Linked DNA regions of Columba livia: region 1 is linked to region 2. A link is a contact called in public Hi-C data. All regions are on one chromosome and are shown on one strand. The core of a region is the stretch at or near the end of the contact, and the rest is flanking DNA. Distances in the headings are between cores, read along the strand shown.

Region 1 (4,124 bases), core at 459-2,958, 220 kb before region 2:
ACAAATACAGTCTAACAAAATTGTTTTAAAATTATTTATGCAGATATATTAACAGTAGGTAGTTTGGGAAAAGCTTACCCAATCTGATTTCTTTTAAGCCACAGATCATACGCTGAATCCATCTGCTGTTTCTCTGTGATCCAGGCTGCCAAAGCTACAAGCATGGCTGGAAAAAAAATAACTTGTAATTCAGTACCTACTACTCCTTCCTCCAATAAATACATTCTATTCTACCCACCCACACTAACATACCATTTACTTAACAGATATGGTGGTGAAACAGAGAAAAATGTATTAAGGAGTTTTATATTTAGCAAATTCATTTAACTATATTCCTAACATATTTGTCTCCAAAAATGCATCTACTAGTTCTTACTGATGTTCCCATACATACATTACACACTTTACACCACAAATAATGCAGATGTGATGTTCACCATGCAAGGTAAACCACTATCAGGTACAAAAGGAAGAGCTTCTATGTCTGTTATGTAAGTCAAACCACTATGATCAGGACAGAGCAAATTAATCGTGCCTTTATGACAGCTAGCAGCTTGCAAGATCATGTTTTAGTTGCACTGAGTTCTACATAGTCTTCTGTAACAGCAAAAAAAACTATTTCATGTGTTCATCTATAATCACTAAAAATTCTTCATGTTACTGTATTGCTTTAACTACATGTAACTCTCTTTTCCTACAATGAAGAGAAAAAATATGAGTACCAAGCCTTAAATCTGATCAAAGATTTTTTTTCTCATACCTCTTGAAAAAATTTCATTAGTTCTTCATACTTATTAAGTTTTTACCTGACAACCCACGGTGTACGGTGTAGCTCTGTTTCTATTGTAAGCATATGGTAGGTAGCAACTTTGAAGTTTGCCAATAGAAGCCACTAACATGAAAAAAATATGAATATTTCATTTTTAAAGAAAAATCAATGGATTTTACTTATTATTTTTCAGAAAATTTCGTTTGTTGCTGAACAATATGTTTCTTATAACAGCACTTGGAAGAACAAAACCACTCATGCTGTAAGATCACTTTTGTCTTTCTATCGCCAGTTGCTCCCACTTTTATTCCTTGGCCATTCCTCCTCCTAACAAACCCTCCTTTCTGCAAACGACCTTGCTTCCCAAAATGTAAACTCATATATAACACACTAAAAACTTTCCTTTCACACTAGTTTTTGTTTAGGAAATACATTTCCCACCTGAGGGAAAAAAATGCCCACACAGTAACAACTATTGATGCCACAGAGAGGAAAAGTCCCTGATTCAGAACATCTGACTGGATAACGTTCACTCTGGTTCTACCGTTCCCATCACTTCACCTTTATCCCATGTACCTATTTCACACTACTTAATCTTTTAAAGGGTGGATTTACTTCACAAAAGACACCAGGCCCTCTATCTTCCTCCCGTTCTGCCGCTCGCCACAGTTCCTCACTCAGCCCGTTCCCCACGGAGGGCCTCCTTCGCCTCCACCGCGCGGGGCAGGTGGCGGCACCGACCAGCAGCAGCCGCCTCTTACAGCCGCGAAGCGGCGCTGCACACGCCGGGAGGCAGAGCCGGCCTCTCCCCACAGAGGTGCCGCCCTAGGGTCAGCGAACCCCCCGAAGACCGCCCTCCCGCCCCCGCCATCTTCCCCCCGCGCCCTCTCCCGACCACCCTCAGAGCTCCTGCCGGACCCCGCGCGGCCCCTGCCTCATGCCTCCCTGATAGACGTTCGCCTCCGCCAATTACCGGCCTCCTACGAGAGCGGCTCCTCCTTCCACCAATGAGATGGCGGAACAGCCCTAAAGGCCCAACCTCTCTAATCTGTAACGGCCTGTAAAGCACTAAGCCACACCCCTTCTTCCTCTTCCCGGCTCTTCATTGAATGAAGCCCTCGCTGGCCAACGAGAAGTTTCCGCTGGGCTTGACGGACTACTCCGCCCTCCAGTAGAATTAGAGAATTGCACCTCGTCCACCAATAGGTTGCCGGGTGCGAGTTTAGGGGGCGGGCTCTCCTTCCCAGGCGGGCGGGGAAGGCCGTGGTTATCGATCCCGCTGCTGGAGGGAGGCGGCGGTGAAGCAGCAGAGAAAATGGCGGCCATGGCTGCGGAGGCGGCAGCGACTGCAGCGGTGCCGGGCGATGGGGGGGCCGGTGAAGCTGAGCCCGAGATGGAGCCTATCCCGGGCAGCGAGGCCGGCGCGGACCCTCTCCCTGCCGTCACCGAGGCGGTGGAGTCGGTGGTGCCTGATGGGGAGGAGGCCGACGGGGGGAAGGTTGCTCCCGGCGAGGCCGAGGAGCCGCCGCCTGTGCAGCTCGCCCGGAGCCCGGCTGGGACGCGGGAGCCGGAAGCTGAGAGGACGGAGAAGCTGCCGCCCTCCACCCCGGAGGTGGGCTCGCCCCAGGCCGAGCACCGGGGAGCGCTTAGCCCGGAGCCCGAGGAGCAGCCGCAGCCCTGCCCGCCGCCTGCTGGGCACCCTGAACTTCCCGAGGAGGAGCCGCAGCCCTGCCCGCCGGCTACTGGGGGCTCCGCGGAGCCGGAGCCCGGGGAGGAGCCGTCCCGGCCGGAGGAGGAGGAGCCGGATGCTGCTGATGCCGCCGCTGTCGAACCCAAGTCCCCGGTGCCTGTGGCTCCGGCCGGAGGGGAGACAGAGGCTCCGCTGCTGCCCGGCTCCGAGGTGCGGGTCACCCTGGATCACATCATCGAGGACGCCCTGGTGGTCTCGTTCCGGCTGGGAGAGAAGCTTTTTTCTGGGGTCCTCATGGACCTCTCGAAAAGGTGAGATCTCACGGGGGAGCCCTCCCGAGCCCCCACCCAGCCACCGCGGCGGCGAGCTCGCCCGGAGCCGCCTGCCTGCGCCGCCCAGCGCCGCTCCCGCCCTCGGGGGGAGCCCCGGTCCCCGCCCAGGCGTTGTGGGCTCGGCCCGCGGCGGGGAGCGGCCTGGGTAGGGGCCGTGGGGCGCGGCGGCAGGAGCTCCGCTTCGCTCCCTTGCGCTGCCCTTCCCGGGAGGCCGGACCGCGGGTCTGCCTGGGGACGGGCGGCCCCTGCCCGCGCGTCCTCTCCGTGGAACGGAGGCAGCAGCTCGCGGGCATCCTCCTCCTCGACCCTTCTGGAGGGAGCGCGGCGGGGCGAGCAGGGCCCCTCTCCCGCCCGGGGCCGAGCTCCGCACCCCCGCTCGCCGCCGGCCTCACCGCTGGATCGGGGAGCGGGCCCAGCCCGGGGGTGAGCGGCAGCCGGCCCGCCCGGTTGGTACTGCTGCCCTTAACAACGGTGGTCCGGAGCGGGAATGAGGAAATGGGGAGCTGGGAGAGTGGGCGGCACATGGGCACATCGTTTTGGTTAGGCTGGGCTTCGCGTCGGGCCTGTAGCATCTCTGTCTGCTGGGGAAAGGGGACGTGAGCTACAGATGTTGGCATTTATGCCAGTCTTCTAACAAACGTACAGACCCCGAGGTCTGGTTTTCCCGTTGGCTTGTGTCTTGCATTGCCTAGGTAACCTTGTATTTCAGTACATACAATTTTTCAGAATAGTGGTTTTCAAGCCAGGCTATTACAGTCCAGAAGTGCAGTTGTTAGTACTGATTGCTCCTTGTATGCAATGAATGGGGTGAAGATTAACAGTTCTTAAATACCCTTTTTCTTTTTTTTTTTTTTTGAGGGGAGAAACTGTTATGTGTCACAAAATAACTTAAAGCCTCATCAGACCGAGGTTAGGCGTTTGCTTTTTTTCATTGCCTTCCTGCAGCAGGACGTTCTTGGGAGGCAGGAGTCGCCAGTGATACTGTATATCCTATGAACTGCCTACCGTTTACAGGTGAAAATACCTCTTCATTTTAGCGTTTATTTTCCAAACATATAAGGACTATGCAAGTACATGAGAGAAAAATGAAATCTGAACAGGGTTATTATTTAAAATAGTTGGTATGCAAAAAATGCAGTGGTTTTCCCCCCAAATTTAAGCTGCATGTGTGGTCATACATCTTTTATCACTCCCTTTTACATTAGTAGTACTTGTTCAATAACTTCCTGTAATATCAACAATGCTTTCCGAAAAAAAGTATTGGAGACCAGCACTTTTATCCTGGGCTTAGCTTCTTGGTTGGTTTTTGAAACAGGAACGCCTTTTCTGAAAA
Region 2 (4,586 bases), core at 1,707-4,206:
CTGAAAATTAGAACTGTCTGGGGGAATCAATTGCGACTACATGAGAAAAAAGTCACTATTTTGAAATAATGTTCAGTACATTGCAGTGACTGCAAATAACACACAGGCAGTCCTGAACAGCCAGGTTTAATCTGAAGCTCTTTTATCTTGTGGTGAGTGAGAAGGTGGACGTGAGCAGCACAAACCTACACTGTGCCCTCCTTACACTTGTGCTCTCTGGAGTTTTTGGGTTATTTGTGGTGGGTTTTTTGTTTGTTTGTTGTGGTTGATTTTTTGTTTTGTTTTTCCTTTGACATGCTTCAGCTTTGGCCTTGATACAACTCTTTGTAAGGAAAATATTTCCTTTGCTTTCTGATGCAGACAAATCACCCTCAGTGAAAATGGCCAAATTCTTGGGGGGGGGTTGCAAGGGAGGGTGCACCAAAGGAGCATTCCAAACAATCTTTTACTAAACAAAAGGTTTCAATCTCAGACAGAGAAAATGTTGCTTAAACTCGAAGTGATTTCTTTTCAGTGAAATTGTGAAGAAAAATGGAATTTTCTTTCTTTACCAAACATTCCATCACCTCAAAAAGGCATCAGTATGGAGAAAAGGGATCCAAAAACCTGGGAAGAATTTTTAATCAGAACTAATTAAGAAAAGCCCTTACCACAGGCAAAATGGATTTAGAGAGCCTTTTATTAGTATGTTTTCTAAAAAGTCCCTGACACTAAGATTCCTCAAAACTAGATTTTGAAATTTTGCTTTACATGTATCTACTTTTCTTTTGTTCTGTTTCCTTCTTTGTTTCTCTGAATTTCTTTCTTTGTTTCTTATTCTCTCTCCCTTGCCACCTGCATTCTGCTGGATTTCAGCACTGGTAATGCCTTTTTTTAATATAAAATGAAAAAAATATGGAGGTAAAGAGTCTCTAGGACAAATCCTTATTTGAACAATGAATACTGATAACAGACATACCCTATACACAGATACATACAAAGTTATCTACTGATGCCTTCTCAACACCATATTGTTTTTCATGCACCGTTAATGGAAATGTACCTATGTACTTTCTGTTGCTTGTTTGGAATTCTGATTCAAGCTGTAGCAAAAATCTGAGCACTACTGCACATGTCAAATGGGACCTTTCTCAACAGATGTCTCTGGCTCCCCTGTGAATGCAGACACAATGTACAACAGAAGTGCCACATGAGGTAATGTAGCCTTCCCTATCTCGACAAAAATCAAGGCTATTTAGTAGAATCTGTGGTCCTCTTCCCATCTTTTGCATAGATTCATTATGTGTAAATAAAGCTGCAGCACAAGTGAATTAATTTCTATCTCAACTGCTCAGTCACAGGCATTCAAAAGAGACATTTGTGCCTAAGATAGTGTAATGTTTTGGGGTTCTTTTCTCACTTCTATTTATTCCTTTTCATGAAAAATTAAGTGTAAGGAAGGGGCAATGTAAATGTAGTCCCCTATAGTGAAATGGTAATGGTAGTATTGTCACAATGGAAATTCATGACCGCTAGGGATTTTAGCTCTGATTGTGTTGTCAAGCCCAGGGCTGTGCCCAGTCACCTCCCATTTAGCAGCTGTGAATAAACTTTGCCCTCGGTTATTTATAACTCTGCTGCAGATTGCAAAGTTCCTGTTTTCTTAAAATGACACACTTAGTTGCAGAGTTGACTTCTGTGGAAAGCTGTGCGGTGACTGCAGGGCTGTGCTCAGGCCACATCCCCTGTCTGTGGCGTTTGTGCCAGCCGGCCCATGGAGCAGTGCCAGGCTCGTGATGCTGCCCACAGCCTGCAACGTGACCGGCCCTTTCGGATAGCATGAAGTTCCCTGCAGAGCTGGGTGGAAGCCTCCTTCCGTGAGACTGCTCACAGTAGCCAAGTAGCATGTTCATTAAATTCAGCTGGTTGGGAGAAAAAAAAATGGCATAAGGTAGCAGTTCCAATATGAAGGTTACCATTTGATATATATGGTTTTACTGCAAAATTTCTCCTCCATCCAATCTATCTACAACATTAAGCTACCTATACTGGACTGCATTATGTGATAAAAGTGGTTTTCTGCTGAACTCTTTGAATATGAGTGACATCTTGTTTGCTTTGAGCAAACAACGGGTTCCTTTGGCAAAGGGATTTATTGTTATGATTGTCAGATCAAAGCTTTCTGAAGTGGTTCTTACTCTCAGATGTTAATTATAGGTGGAGGGGATTGAAACAGAACATCTAAAACTGATATTATTATTACATATGCAAACAAGCATTGCATAGGAATACTGATGTTTAACTTCTGAGGTAGTCAGACGTGCTTCCAGATGAGGTTCCGCAATGCAGGGCTTTTTCCTGCTGTTTCTCACTTGCCTTAGAAATTCCATAACTAGTTGGAAGATAGTTCAGCTTTGCCTCACAATATTAGAGGAATTTACATTGTGGAAAGTCACAAATACAAGCAACCTCTTTGCTCAGTCAACAGTAGTCAGAGAAATAAACAGTGAATATGAGGTGTACGATTTTCATATGGTGTTGCTTGCAGTAGCTATTACCACGGAAAGGAAGCAATGTCATTTGTGGCTGAAACCCACGTTTGATTGACTTTCTAGTGTCGGGGAAAGGTTTGGTGGAGGTACCAAGAAACATCATGGTGCGATCACTATGTCAACACCTATTGTGTAACTTCATTTAGCTTCGCACAAAGGAATTGAATTTTTGTTTTGAGTACTCTGAGGAGTGTCCAAGGGGATTTTTCTTATAGTAAGAAGCAACAGAAAAAGCCAATTTAAAAATGGAGTTTTCATTTTTGGCTGTAATAACTTACAAAGTCAAATGGAATTTGGGGGCCCATGAATCTTTATGCTCTGCATCTCTGCACCGTGGGGCCGGAGGCTGAGTTTGATTTCCGTCCTGTTCATTCATTCTCCAGCAAGACAGAGTGAGGAATGCCCACCCCAAAACACGGTTAAGCTTCAGGAAAGAGTAGACTTAGGAAGCGACAGAGGAGAGTCAACAGTCACTATGTGATAGCTGCAGGGCTTATTTATTTACTTAACAGAATAGCATCCTCTTTTCTGTGTAAACTGGAAGGCCTTGGTTTCATTACCTTCGTACTTTCTGCCCATAATGAGCGCAGAACCCAGTAGAAACTCTCCTGGCACAGCATCTAATGAGCTCTCGAATGTGCAAAAAGCAGTCAACTCTGAAGAGCCCTGTGTATAGGGTCAACAAAAAAAAGGCACTGGGTTAAATTTTTGAACAAAAAAAGCCCCAAACTACACAAAGAACAAGTCCGCAAACATTTTAAATGTGAAGCATTCCCTTGTCTTTTTTTCCCTAGGTCTACTCAGACAAATTAGGAAGATATCTCATTCCTGCTCAAGTCCAGGAATTTACTGATATTGGTCAACAATTTCATCTGTGTGACAGATGCTTCTTCTGCAGACCTGTTGTGGTGCATTTACTCAGGATGATGTCAGAGCCAAGGGAGGAGCAAGAAGAGCACAATTCCAAATATGAGCAACTCCAGACATATCCTCATACTCCATGGCGTGATGGTAAGCAGAAACAAATGTGCTCACACCATGCAAGCAGTTTCATCATTCTTTTGGGAAAGTACTTAGTGGAAGTTCCCTCATGCAAGGCTTTCTCCTCACTTTGACACCTAAATTGTTTGCTGAATGACAGCTATTGGCCAACCAGTAACCTCCCTTGAATAAGGAACAGTAAGTAGGTTCACACCCAAAATCTCAAAAGACACCCCAGAATGACATGAAAAGCTGTGTGTCTGCTTTTGCCTTGCTCAAAGAGAAATGTAAGCTGTCACCTCCTTTCCTGTTTTGCTTCCTCTGTGCCCCAGTCCAATGATGCTGTGAGCAGTCAGTAAGAACTGAAGGACAGGACAGTGATCCCCCTCTCTTCTCCCCATTTGCATCTGTGCAGCTCAGACAGTAGAGACCTGCTCCTTGGATGAAGCAGCTTGATCTTAACATCTTCACCCTCCTACTCTCTTCCTGGTATCTGAACACAGGGGCCATACAACCTGGTTGAGTGTTTACTTCTTAGCTGGTTACTTGATGTTTTATCCCCTAAAAGTAGCTTATTTAAGAAACAGCAGAACAATAGCAATAACAACAGCACTGGAGTATGTGACAATGTCTGTTAGTCCAATCGCTTGTTAAGTCTTGAGAGGCGTTGCAATGTTCTTTGATGTCTCTTGTGTCATACCTAGTCACAAAGACACAGGATACTGTACTGTAACTGTCCTCTTGTTTTTTCCCTGCCATAGGGGTTATGTAGATGTTCAAAGCTTTCAAGGTTAAAACCAGAAATTCATCTTGGGATTTCTCAGAATTTTTAGAAACAATACATTAAAAAAAAATGTATCATTTTGTTTCTTTATTTCCAGTCACATTTCTATCATTCCAGCATCTATTTATGTAACACTGTTGAGTAGTATTCTGGCCAGCATATGGATCATTCAGCAGCTGAAAATGAAAGAAAATGTCTCTTTAGGTACAAGTGTGTGCTTGGTCCTAACTAATCTGAAAGTGCTCCCTGTGTGTCCTCCTACTGTTTGAGATGGGATATTGAGCTCAACT

Evidence for each region. A called contact is a pair of places that touch in the nucleus more often than the background predicts.
Region 1: a Hi-C map of crop shows a contact between it and region 2, with 2.0 times the contacts expected there. The contact joins the promoter of FABP6 here to the promoter of IL12B in region 2. A contact is called at or near these places in 2 of 2 Hi-C or Micro-C datasets (crop and liver).

Annotation. Positions count from the first base shown.
Region 1 is chr14:11,749,378-11,753,501 of bColLiv1.pat.W.v2, reverse strand. It overlaps FABP6 (fatty acid binding protein 6), which reads right to left and starts at 1,708. Exons shown (of 8, transcript XM_065030049.1): 1 at 1,385-1,708; 2 at 807-892; 3 at 79-166. PWWP2A (PWWP domain containing 2A) reads left to right here and starts at 1,981. Exons shown (of 3, transcript XM_065030030.1): 1 at 1,981-2,770. The coding sequence starts at 2,085.
Region 2 is chr14:11,531,273-11,535,858 of bColLiv1.pat.W.v2, reverse strand. It overlaps IL12B (interleukin 12B), which reads left to right and starts at 2,956. Exons shown (of 9, transcript XM_065030028.1): 1 at 2,956-3,542.